2 separate regions of the Mus musculus genome follow, and region 1 is linked to region 2. A link is a contact called in public Hi-C data. All regions are on one chromosome and are shown on one strand. Each heading gives the region's core, a stretch centred on a gene start, on an enhancer-like site or on the middle of the called end of the contact. The rest is flanking DNA. Distances are from core to core; before and after follow the strand shown.

Region 1 (6,664 bases), core at 1,921-4,420, 88 kb after region 2:
CAGGTATAGTGCCTGACCTGCTGGCACCAGAATCATCTGAAATGCTTGCTACAAACCCAGGCTCCTAAGAGGCCACCCCATTAGATATAAGAATGGAGTAGAAGTAGTTACTTTGGGGAAATAGTTGACATATACTTACTTTTCAGGAATTTGCTTTATTAGGAGAAAAGTTCTTGAAACTGTGATTGGGCCTCAAGGTAGGGGAGCACTAGGAAGGAACAGTCCAGGGCTGGAGAGATGTCTCAGCAGGCACAAGCACTGGATGCCCTTCCAGAGGACCCAGATTCAATTCTCTGCAACCACATGGTGGTTTACAACTGTCTGTAACACCAGTCTCAGGGGATATGGAGCCCTCTTCTGGCCTCTGCAGGTACTGCATACACATGGTGCACAGACATGTAGGCAAAACACCCAAACACAAAGAAAGAAAAAAGGAAAGAAGGGAAGAAGGGAGAAAGAGAGAGAGAGAGAGAAAGAGAAAGAGAAAGAGAAAGAGAAAGAGAAAGAGAGAGAAAGAGAGAGAGAGAGGAAGGAAGGAAGGAAGGAAGGAAGGAAGGAAGGAAGGAAGGAAGGAAAAGAACAGGACAAATATACCGACAACAACATAACAAGGCCTCAAAGGATACAGTGGAACTAAGAGCTTCCCTAAGAGCTTAAAGAAGAGAGGGGCTGGAGGGATGGTTCACTGACTAAGAACACTTCCTGTTCTTACTGAGGACCCAGGTTTGGTTCTCAGCACGCACATGAAAGCTCATAACCCCAGTTCCAGGTAATCCAGTGGCCTCTTCTTGCCTCCCTGGGTACCACGAGCCCATATGGTACACATACATATCTGTGGGCAAAACACTCATAAATAGAAAACAAAAATAAGTCATTTTTTAAAAGAAAAATATGTGAGGTACTATTATGATAGAATGAGAATGAGGGAACCTAGAAGGGAAAGTCCTTAAAGAAATCCCTAAACTAAGGAAACAACTGGTTTTTATATCCTTATATTCCCAAGACCTGGGACTTTTCATGCGATTTGATTTAATTCAGCATAATGCACATGACAAAGAGTGTGGAGGAGCCAGGTACTGGTTAAGACCATTAATTAGGGAGCTGTTACATCACAAGTCATCTTAACTCTCCATCCCAGGGATTGGGGGTGGGGTGGGGTGGGACCTGGCCTCATAGAGAGACTGATATCTTCAAGGGGCAGGCTATGATAGATCACCTTCTGACGCAGATAGAATGTCTGGGGATGAGACTTGGACTCTACATTGTAACACACACCTTACATAATTTTTTTCTCTTTTTTATTTTTTATTAGATATTTTCTTTATTTACATTTCAAATTGTTATCCCCTTTCCTATTTTCTCCTCCAAAAATCCCCTATCCCCCCCACCCCCCGCTCACCAACCTACCCACTCTCTCTTCCTGGCCCAGGCAGTCCCCTATACTGGGGCATAGAACCTTCACAGGCCCAAGGGCCTCTCCTCTCATTGACCAACTCGGCCATCCTCTGCTACATATGCAGCTAGAGCCATGAGTCCCACCATGTGTTTTCTTTGGTCAGTGGTTTAGTCCCAGGGAGCTCTGGGGGTACTGGTTAGTTCACATTGTTCTTCCTCCTATGGGGCTGCAAACCCCGTCAGCTCCTTGGGTACTTTCTCTAGCTCCTTCATTGGGGACCTTACATGACTTCTAGATCCTTCATGGGAATGCCATGCTTTCACTTGGCTTAGAGCCCCCTCTTTAGTTTTTGAACGGGAGGGTACTTTTTATGACTCTTGACTTTAACAAAATTAGACTGTCTTCCTTTTTAGCTATTTGATTTTGTGTGTGTGTGTGTGTGTGTGTGTGTGCATGCACACGTGAGTGCATGTGTGTGTCCGTCTGTCTGTCTGTGTCTGTGTGTGCACTTGCTAGTGTGTGTTTGTATGAGTTCATGTGCACAGCAAGCATGCAGTACCCCATGAGGACATAGGAAGATATTGAATTCCCTAGAACTAGAGTGTGTACAAGTGAGTCGGATTGATTCTAACTCCAGAGATCCAGGTCATGTCACATCACAAAAGACACAAACAGCCTCTAGAAAGTAGAGGGTCCTTTTTTAGACATATAAAACCACCCACAAAATCATTTTTGTTTTTGAGGCAGGCTCATGTGGAGCTCAGCTAGCCTCCAATTAACTCCTTGTGAGCCCGCAAGAAACTTGAACCCCTGAACCTCTGCTTTCCTTTCCCAAGTGCTGGGACTCCTGGCATGCACCACTATACCCTGCAAAAGTCACACTTTCTTAAAGAACACATTTGGTGTGGATCAGTGGCCCAGAGCATGATGGGACCTTCTAAACCTCTTGAAGCATCCCTCCTGAAACGTCCCTGTGTTTCTGCTCTGTTTGCAGAAGGCTCGGCCTCGGTCTCCTACTCTTGGCAAGATGGGTGACTGGAGCTTCCTGGGGGAGTTCCTGGAGGAGGTCCACAAGCACTCCACAGTCATCGGCAAGGTCTGGCTCACTGTCCTGTTCATTTTCCGCATGCTGGTCCTGGGCACCGCTGCTGAGTCCTCCTGGGGAGATGAGCAGGCCGACTTCCGGTGCGATACCATTCAGCCTGGTTGCCAAAATGTCTGCTATGACCAAGCCTTCCCCATCTCCCACATTCGTTATTGGGTACTGCAGATCATCTTTGTGTCCACGCCTTCTCTAGTGTACATGGGCCATGCCATGCACACTGTGCGCATGCAGGAAAAGCAGAAATTGCGGGATGCTGAGAAAGCTAAAGAGGCCCACCGCACTGGTGCCTATGAGTACCCAGTAGCCGAAAAGGCCGAGCTGTCCTGCTGGAAAGAAGTAGATGGGAAGATTGTCCTCCAGGGCACCCTACTCAACACCTATGTCTGCACCATTCTGATCCGCACCACCATGGAGGTGGCCTTCATCGTAGGCCAGTACCTCCTCTATGGGATCTTCCTGGATACCCTGCATGTCTGCCGCAGGAGTCCCTGTCCCCACCCAGTCAACTGTTATGTTTCGAGGCCCACGGAGAAGAATGTCTTCATTGTCTTTATGATGGCTGTGGCTGGACTGTCTCTGTTTCTCAGCCTGGCTGAACTCTACCACCTGGGCTGGAAGAAGATCCGACAGCGCTTTGGCAAGTCACGGCAGGGTGTGGACAAGCACCAGCTGCCTGGCCCTCCCACCAGCCTCGTCCAGAGCCTCACTCCTCCCCCTGACTTCAATCAGTGCCTAAAGAACAGCTCCGGAGAGAAATTCTTCAGCGACTTCAGTAATAACATGGGCTCCCGGAAGAATCCAGACGCTCTGGCCACTGGGGAAGTGCCAAACCAGGAGCAGATTCCAGGGGAAGGCTTCATCCACATGCACTATAGCCAGAAGCCAGAGTACGCCAGTGGAGCCTCTGCGGGCCACCGCCTTCCTCAGGGCTACCATAGTGACAAACGGCGCCTTAGTAAGGCCAGCAGCAAAGCAAGGTCAGATGACCTGTCAGTGTGATCCTCCTTTTAGGGAGGGCCAGGCCCAGGAGGGATCTAAGGAGTGTGAGGCAGGAAAGAAACAGTCTCTCTCGTGATGGTATACTCTCCTCAGCACTACTTTGCTCTGTCTGTCCTGGGTCTGGGTGGCATTCATTGGCATTCATTGCTCGTTATCCTCAAAATTACAGTTCTGAGTCTTCTCAATGACTGGGCTACTCCTCAAGTCTCATTCCCTCCTACTCATCTACCAGTATTCACAGTGAAGCCATAGTGGAGGCAGGATCAGGAACCGTGGCAAAATCTGGTCTGGGGAGGACAGGTTCAACACCAGCAACATACCAGATAGACCCCCCACCCACCCCAAGTCTTCTCTTTGGTACTATGCCCATCCTCTTGTTTTGTTTTGTTTTGTTTTTTCTTAAGAGCCCAAGGTTGAGAGTATTCATCAAGTAATCTGCCCTGTATCATTCCTTTGAATCAGTTGTTTCCATGTGCCATACCTCGGAGTGCTGGTGAGGTAACTGTGGGCTGCCCTTGGCTGCATCTCCTTCCTCCCAGTCTTAAAGGGGTATCCTTGGTCCTTGGCCAGCATCAGATTTACAAGTGCCTTGGTATGTACCTTTGGCAAATGTTTCATGTTGATGATGTCTCAGCCTTACTGCCAGGCTAGACACCCAGCTCGTAAGGGTGCCAAGACCTCCAGAAGTCACTGTGCACACAAGCATCGCTGGAATTGCCACCAGCTGTCATCCTGCGGTCCTTTATAGTTTAACCTAATGACAGAAACCATCCTGGCCGGCTCACCCACCGTTCCTCTAAAATCTTTGTTAACAGGAATGTCCAAAGTCACCATCCTCTCTTGGATCCTGGCCAGATTACCAGCCACCAAGTTCAGTGGAATTTCCCCAGGATTTACTGAAACAAAGAGAGCATTGTGCTTCTCGGGTTCTTCTGGGTCTGGGGATGGGGGTGGAGGGGGAAATTCTGCTGTGAAGATGAAAAGGTGGGGGGAGGACACTGAAAAACTATTTTCCCTTCTGTGTATGCCTTCCACTGTCTGCCAGCTTTTAATGCCGAGAGGTGTGGTGATAGCAATTGAGGCCCAAGATCTCTCTTAGAGGCATCAAGGAGACATGGAAGCAGAAAGGGTCCAGTTGGTTTGGACCCTTATTTAGTGCAGATATTCCTATGTTTTCTTGGTACCCCTAGGTACAACAGGGGAGGACTGTAGAAAATCCCTGCCTTCCTCAGGGTCTATCCTGGGGTATCTACTGAGTGGATCCATCTTATGCAGATGGAAGAAGCTCAGCACCAGATACCGAGATTTACAAACACAATACTGTGTGTGTGTGTGTGTGTGTGTGTGTGTGTGTGTGTTTGTGTGTGCATGCCCATCCATCTCTGTGTGCCTCTGTGTGTGTGTGCTCGTGTGTGCATGCAGATAGAATGGTGAAGAAGAGCCCTGAAGAACGATAAGGAAACATGTAGAGAAACTTGGGTCTTTCTGCTTCCTTCTCAGTTGTCTGGCAGGAGGGCTGAGCTTGCTTCTTAATCAGCCTAAAGATCAGGCATGAGAAGTTCAGGAGGGTGAAGGGTCAGAGGTCAGTCCCTGTCCCAGTGACCCATCTCTGGGTCCCTCTGCTGGCATTTGGTTGCTACTAATGGATAGAAAGAAATTGACTGAGGATACCTGGGAAAGGAAGACGGGCTGTTCCAGTCCCAGTGCATTTCATCCATTCCCGACACTGGCACTAAGACTCTCTGTTCTGGCTATGGAGTGTGTGTTTGTTTTCTGAAATGGGATTTTTTTGAATTAGAAAATCTGAGACCAGTCGTTGATGGTGAGGTTTTTTTTGTTTTCTGTTTTTTTTTTTTTTTTTTTTTCAGAAGAGAAAGAGGAAATACTATGTTTGACTGGTTTTAAATAAAATCTATCTCTACATGCCAACTCTGGTTTGTGTCTCCTTCAGGCTGTGGCTTAAGAGGGTGGCAGACTTGATGGGGGAAGGGAGAGCATGGAGTCAGACACACAAGGGTTAAAATCCCTGCTGCTGGCCTCCTCCTGGCCAGCAGTGAGCTACTTCACATCTGAAGTTTTGTTACTCACCTGTCAATCCATCTAGGGATGCCTGCTCCGTTAGGCTGTGAGGTGAGAGGCTGCATAGGAAGAGAAGAACAGATTCTCTCAGGCAGGCATAAGAGTTTACAGTTGAGGAACAATTATTATTATTTTCAATATAAAGTGATGGGGAACCCAAAGCATTAAGGGATAATTCTAGGCCTTCCTCTTTTGGAGTTCACAGCATGATCTACCTGAAGTGAACAAATGAACTCATAAAGGACACAATTAAGGTGCACCCAGGAGATGGCTCAGTAAACAAGAGCAGTTGATACGCAAGCCTGAGGACTTGAGTTCAAATCCCCAGCACCTGCATATAAAGCTAGGCATGGCCATTATTAGCATGTAAACCTAGCACTGTGTGTGTGTGTTGGGGGACAGAGGGGATTGGGGGTGGGGCGAGACAAGGATGCTGAGCCTAGCTCTGAATTTAGAAGACAGAGGGTGATAGGGCAGGATACCTTATGTTCTCTTTATGTTTTCCTGTGTTTATGTATGTATATCCTGCACCATATACCACACATATCAACCACACAGTCACATATACATACACACACACTGCATAGTCACTTCCATATAACACACACACCACACAAATACAACACACACTCAACACGCATATATCACACGTACACAAAACACACATATACACACACTTTCATACACCAAACATTTGGGTACATATACCAAACATGTAGACTCACACATACACACTCACTCATACATGTATACCAAATATACACACACACCCTCTCACAGCACACCCAGTCACATGCACCACACGCTCACACACTGATACAATTAGGATTATCAGCTTCTTTTGATTCTAAGAACCACAAGTCTCCAGAAAGCGATACAAACAAATGAACACGGAAGAGAGCAGACCTGCACTCAGAGGTCTGAGCTGGGGACAGAGTTTGGCTCAGGTAAAGTGTTTCCCTTGCAAGTGTGAGGACCTGAGTTCTAGCCACAGATCCTCTATTTTAATGAAAAATGGGGCCTGGTGGCATATGCTTGTAGTCCCCGTGCTGCGGCAGTGAAGATAAGTAGGTCCCTGGGGCTCA
Region 2 (6,592 bases), core at 3,141-5,640:
GCGAGTTTCCCTAAGTTGGGACTTCCGTGATTTCAAGATTAAATTGTGAGACTCAGATCCCCAATTCTATCCTCACCTGAGGATAACAGCCGGGTCACACGGGCTCTCGCATGAAGGTGTGGATTCTGACCTGTAAGTGACACCCAAACTCCTGGATTCATCTTTAGTTCAGTATCAAACCCACCCATGCTTCCCTGGTACTTTAAACTGAATAGTTTCCTTCCTGAGGCCCACTTTTCATTCTGTCTTTCTTATCAATGGTGCTTCCATATCTCCAACTTTGTTTTCGTTAATTGTTCATTTTTTAAAAGACTCATTTATCTTTTGTGCATAAGTGCTTTCCCCACTTTTATGCCCGCACACTATGTGTGTGCCTGGTGCCCCTGGTGCCAGGGATGGCATCAGGCCCCATGGAGCTAGAGTTACAGGTGATTGTGAGGTGCCATGCAGGGAACCAAACTTAAGTTCTCTCCAGCTCCTCATTATCTTGGGGATCATATTTTGTTCTGTGCCCCGCCCCCTTCACCTCCCTCCAACCTTCTGACTACAGCCAAGGCCACTTAAGTCTAACTCATGGCTCTCCTGTCTTCCAGTTTCTTCGATTGTCACTGTTGATCAGGTTTTCTTCACTGCTCATCAAGCCTTCATGGCATTGAGGTATCCCAGGGAATTGGGGAACACGAAGTTCTGTCTTCTCTTGTGTGTTGTTACCAGGTCAAGTCTGAAAAACTGATCTCCGATCCTGTCGTTGCTCAAACCTTCAACATCTCCCAGTTCTGCATTAGCTATAGAAGCTCATAGCTCAGACACATCATCAGTTTGGCCCTGAATTTGTCTCCCAGCCTTCTCAGGTACATTAGCTACCTAGTACTTCATGACAAATCTCCTCAGAAACTCTGTGGCTTGAAACTAGACATTTGCTATATTTTTCTGGGTGGGGAATTTATACAGGGTTCCACTGGGTTCTCCGTGCTCTCTTTTAAGACTATGCTCAAGGTGTCAGGTCGGAACAGAGTCAACACAAGGTGTGACAATGGGTTCTACCTCCAAGCTTGCCCAGAGGTTGTTGACAGGATGTAGGCGCTGTGGCCATATTACATTTCTTGCCCACTATTCCATGGTTAACCACCATCACGTATGTCTGTGCACCATTTGTGTCTGGTGCCTTGATGTAAAGGCCTCCCGCTCTGTTTCCCTCTAAGCTTTACCTAGGCAATTCTGCCTAAATGCCCTCTCCACCTCCCTAGCTGGCTCTGATAAGCATGACTCAAATGCCACCCATTATTCCTGCAGAGCAGGGGTTTTTCTTTTTTTCACCAGAGTTAGAGATAATTGCCCACTTTGGAATCCTGGGAAGCTCCCCGAGCCTTTGGCTGTTGTCATTCTCCGCTCTGTAGGAAACTAGTTTGTGGAAGTGTACTCGCAGTTCTCAGCAGACCCAGCTCCTGGAGGGTAGAATCACACCCCGTAGACTTTGGAGTCTCTTTTGGCCTTAGGTTGCCTGGAACACAGTGAGCAGTCAAACGTTTGTTGAAGTGCAAAAAAACGGATGCTGTTGGAAGGGCAGCGGCAGAGAAAGGAAACCCCGTGCTTCCCAGACAGCCCTACGCAGCCTCAGCTGAGTTAAACCAGAACAGCTGCCTTCCTGTGACTTTAGGGAGTATTGAGGGACTGGGCTTCAGGGACTGTGGGCTGCTGGGGGCCAGAAGCCGCAGATATCTGAGGTCTGTACAGGAACTTAGGAAGACTGGCAGCAGCGAATCTTATTTTTACTCTCCCATTTAAAGAAATATTGCTCTTGGGCTTAGTGAAGCCAGTGCTGGCATTTCAAGCTCGGAAAACTCGTTATAAAGAGGGTATTTTTATGAACCTTTTGAAGATTAATTTTTTTAAAAACCAGAATATCTAGAAGGAAACTCACTAACCTGTTATTCAAATTTAGGTGTGATGGAACACACTGAGGCTCATTCTACCACGTTATTCTGCTACTGTTTATTGGGTACTCAATACATGTACACGCTTGTGAGAACATTGAAGATTTTATAAAGTATAAGGCATGACTGCTGTCTTTCGAAAGCTCTCACCCAGAACTGAATTTTGAGCGAGTGGATTGGGAAGTACAGAGTTTCCGTTCAGAGCAGTGGCTCATCCTCTTCAGGTTCACCCTCCACACACACCCAAAGCTCCCCTCCCGACATCTGCGTGTGGGGACATAGTGACAGTTATGTGACTCACTGGGAAGAGTTCTTTAGAGGAGGTAGACGTTATAGAAAAGGTAGGACTTTCGAGTTTTAGAAGGGAATATTATGACTCTGCCAATGTCCAGCAGTGCCTCACTGTCTCATTCTGAACAAGATATATGTATGTATATTATACGTGTATGTTATGTGTATTATATGTATGTGTATTTATATGTATATAAAATGTCGACTATGTATCTTCAACATTATAGGTGAGGAAGAGCAGAGTACATCCATATACCTGAAACCACATTAAAGTTAAATCAGGAAATACCAGGTTTGCAATCAAAAGAGTAAGTCAGAGTGAATGTTTACTCTAATAAACTGCATTCCTGTAATAAATTCCTATGTGACTAAATGAGATAGATTCCCGCTCTCTGGAAACAACAGCAAACTCTCTCCAGATGGGGAAGCTGAAGTGTCCCAAAGTCTCTTCTCTTCTTGCTGTATGGGCTTTGGTAAAGCTAACTGCAGGGCCTTACGTCTACCTCGGTTATGCTTCATCCTGTAACTTGGGGAGATCATCTCAGGCCCCTGACAGTCTCTGTGTTTTCTATTTTCAGCTTCATTTGTTGTGTTCTACATTGATAAACACCTTCCTGGGTTTTGACTGATTTAGTGTTTAAAATGTTGACTAAGAGAGGGCAAAGGCCAGCAGGCTAAGGCAGGCAGTCTGGGAACAGGCATATTGTACAGTTCTCAGTAGGGCGAGGTGCAAACACCTCTGGTAAGTACAGAGATGTGGGTACCATAACTTCTACTGAGTGGGCAGGACAAGCTAATGTGGCCACTTTCCAGTGTTGTATGAGGCCCTGAGCTGCAACAGAGTCTCACATCTATGAGGCTTTCTAAAAATGTGTTTGTAAGGCCAGCCTCTGTCTGCCTGCCTCCTTACCTTCTCTCCCTTCCTTTTTTTTTCTTTTTGGTTTTGGGTTTTCAAGACAGGTATTCTTTTTGTAGCCCTGGATAGACTGAAACTAGCTCTGTAGAGCAGGTTGGCATCAAACTTAGAGATCCGCCTGCCTCTGCCTCCTGAGTGCTAGGATCAAAGGCGTCATGCTCCACTACCATCCAGCTCTTGAGGCCTTTCTTATTTGGCCTTCACATCAGCCTTATGAGAGCATGTGCAGAGCGTGTGCAGAGTGTGTGCAGAGCATGTGCAGAGTGTGTGCAGAGTGTGTGCAGTGTGTGCAGAGTGTGTGCAGAGCGTATGCAGAGCGTGTGCAGAGCATGTGCAGAGCGTGTGCAGAGTGTAGGCAGAGTATGTATGGAGCACATACAAAGTGTATGCTATTCTGATGATCATGATCATAAACTGCTAATGGATCCAAGGGATAAACTGCAGCTCTCAGAAGACGAAGCAGGAGTTCTGGGTGCCAACCCTCTTCTGACTTAACTGTTCACTCGCTTGGTAACAACAACAACAACAACAACAACAACAACAACAACAACAACACCAATACCCATTTCATTGACCACTAACACTGCTATTTTTCCTTTCTGTCATTCCTTATACTTGTGAACCTGGTTAGTTTTATCTTCCCTCCTAGACTCTGCTCTGTGAGAACAGGGACCATGCTAGGCCATCCCTGTCTGCTTATGACCTTGCATACATGCTCAGTGAACAAGTTCATACGTGGCATCTTTCTTGTTTTATCAGGGCTGGGCTTTTACATTGCTCCCTTCCACTAAACACTGGATAACTGCAGCAATACAGTTGCGTATGCCATCTTTTCTTGATACAGAACTTGAGACGCGCTAGGCGCACCCTGTTTTTCCTTATACACTCCTCGACCACAGGTATGGGTTGAGATCATCCTATCAGCCTTGAGAATAGAGAGATTCTTTATCTTGCTCAAAACCACACAGGCATTTTCAGGGGCAGCTGCTAATAGATTCTATGGTTTTTTTTTTTTTTTTTTTTTTTTTTTTTTTTTAAGTTCAGCCCATTGCTGAGGATGCTAAATCCCACTAAAGCTATCAGGCACCAGAGCCTTATGGCTGCTTTTCAAGGGTCTACAATGCTCCCAAATTGATTCATGGAAATGGCTGCAGGATTGTGGGAAAGCAGCTGGTACTTCCCAGCAGAATTAGCTGCAGCCAGTTTAGTCACTGGCTGAAAGGCGGCAGGAAATCTCCTACAAAAGGCAACCACACTCCCTGTAATAGAACAGCCAGCAAACGTGTTGCCAAGGAGCCGCAGGTGCCGGGCTGGTTTAGGGAGATCAGGGCAGACAAGAATGTGAGAGGTTTTATTGTTAGATTCTACTCTCTGATGTGGCCGCTCTGTTACGGATGGGTCAGATACTTTGACAAGAATGCAATTGATTTGTCAATGAAGTTAAAGGAGTCTTTAGTTGTCACCAAACCTCAAGCCACACTCAGACAGCTGTGGTGCCATTCTTTGGCAGGCTTGAGGTCAGCAACCAGCTACTGGCCTTCATTCTGACAGGCCAGGAAATGCCCCATGCCACAGGGCTGGGGGACAGCCTGGCCAAGGGGTGTCAGACTCAGGTCTATTTATTTAATACTATACTATCACATTAAGTAGTTTCAAAAGAATTACAGGGTCGAGAAAAGGGCACAAACATGATGGATGTAATTTCTTTGAACCTGATCCTTTATTTCTTCAGAAAGCTTGTATGCACTCATTTCTTACAAATAAGTGCTTTTCCCAGTGTGTCAATCAACTAACCAGCAACAGAAAATTAATTTAGGTGCACTACTGTCCTCAGACCCGAGTCAGAGTGTTGCAACAGCATCCTTTATGGCTAAAGGTTTGGGTTTGAAACTCATGCTTCCTGAGCGGGTGTTTAGGTAACGGCACCCCATCTTTTCTAGCCTGTCACCTTTCTTTACCGACTATGAAGATGACTAGCAAGTATCTCTCCTTTTAGCCTGGCCTGCTCTTCCCTCGACAGGTATTTGCTGTGCATCTTTGAAAGGAGAAGGAATGACCTGGAAGTCATGCTGTGCTCCCAGCACAGTGCTGGGTGGTGCAGATGTTCCGCTGTTCTTGTAACTGATGATGTCATCTTTGGTTATACTCCTCAGATGATGCTGACGAGGTGTCCCCAACCCCAGGTGACATTTTCTCCATAGTGAACCCACATTCTGTATAGAAATGGTGGAGATCTCTAGCTATGCTACTCCTCAGTGCACGGCTGGTTTCTTAGGCTTTATGTCTGTGCGGGCTCCTTTCCTGCCTTACTTAATAATCATCACTGCTGTCACTCATTTGGGTAAAGTGTGCCTAGTTCTGCCCAGGAAGATTCTTCAAGCAGGAGTTTGTGTGCTTTGATGGTCTCCCATCATCTCTCTCTTGTTTTCTTGTCTTTTGTGGAGGAGAGTTTAGGTGTATTTTATACTTCTGTGTTCCAACCTTGAGTCTTCGAAGTAGACAATGATATTTAGAAGACAGTATCTGGGAAGTGTGTGTGCTTATTGCCACGGGGTGTCTTGTTTCCAAGATTCATCTGTGGACGCCACTAAGAAATATATATGAGTATATTCACACATGCTTACTCTGTATTTATTTTAATAGCTGGCTATTTATATTGTAATCTGGCATCTCCAATTGCAGCCCAACATCATTAAGTTCGTTCTCATTTTCCAAATGTGTAGCTCCATTTTTCTGATGGTATGAAACCTGGCTCTTGGGATCTTTCACATGTTTAAGTATGTAGTTGGAGCCCTGTAGGAAACCACTCTCCTCTCTCCATTGCTATTGCTATCCCCTCCTCTTCAGATGTGCTCCCCCTTCTCTGCAGATGTACTCTTCTCTTCTGCAGATGTGCTCCCCTCCTCTGCAAATGTGCTCCCCCTTCTCTGCAGATATACTCTTTTCTTCTGCAGATGTGCTCTCCTTCCTCTGCAGATGTACTCCCCCTCCTCTTTAGATGTGCTCCCTTCCTCTGCAGATGTGTTCCCCTCCTCTGCAGATGTGCTCCCCTCCTCTGCAGATGTGCTCCCTTCCTCTGCAGATGTTCTCCCTTCCTCTGCAGATGTGCTCCTCTCCTCTGCAGATGTGCTCCCTTCACTCTATTCCATGCCAGGCACTCCAGAGCCCAATCGACTTTCAGGAAGCAGGCTGACAAGACAGCTCAGCTGCAAACAGGTCCTGCCTGTTGTGAGGCTGGAAGGCTGACTCAGTGGTCAGAACGCTGAGTCCAGGCAGTGGGGAGCTAGAGAAAATTTATTCACAGTCCTTGAAACTTGGGGAAGAAAATCTAATGTTTGCTTGGTGTGTTGATTACTTTTCTCATCTCTGTAACAACGTATCTGATAAGAGCAAGGTATGGAGGGAGGACTTTGAAGGGACAGTCCATCACAGTCAGAAGTCATGGGCAGGA

The links. A called contact is a pair of places that touch in the nucleus more often than the background predicts.
Region 1: a Hi-C map of myocytes shows a contact between it and region 2, with 2.4 times the contacts expected there. The contact joins two enhancer-like sites. A contact is called at or near these places in 8 of 484 Hi-C or Micro-C datasets (the G1E-ER4 cell line, the HL-1 cell line, cumulus cells and 4 more) and 4 of 115 datasets of contacts at active chromatin or transcription factors (cardiomyocytes, embryonic stem cells, heart atrium and 1 more).

The regions. Positions count from the first base shown.
Region 1 is chr3:97,048,206-97,054,869 of GRCm38.p6, forward strand. It overlaps Gja5 (gap junction protein, alpha 5), which reads left to right. Exons shown (of 2, transcript NM_008121.3): 2 at 2,391-5,429. The coding sequence starts at 2,424. The coding sequence ends at 3,500. It overlaps 4930573H18Rik (RIKEN cDNA 4930573H18 gene), which reads right to left. Exons shown (of 4, transcript NR_152120.1): 3 at 5,589-5,638. Among named protein-coding and RNA genes, the nearest start is that of Gja5, 19 kb to the left of the region's middle. Within about 2 kb of position 3,171, at least 48 of the 459 cell types and tissues checked have an H3K27ac peak or open chromatin away from gene starts, as enhancers often do. A contact at or near this core is called in myocytes, where this site is marked.
Region 2 is chr3:96,959,166-96,965,757 of GRCm38.p6, forward strand. No RefSeq gene overlaps it. Among named protein-coding and RNA genes, the nearest start is that of Gja8, 36 kb to the left of the region's middle. Within about 2 kb of position 4,391, at least 12 of the 459 cell types and tissues checked have an H3K27ac peak or open chromatin away from gene starts, as enhancers often do. A contact at or near this core is called in myocytes, where this site is marked.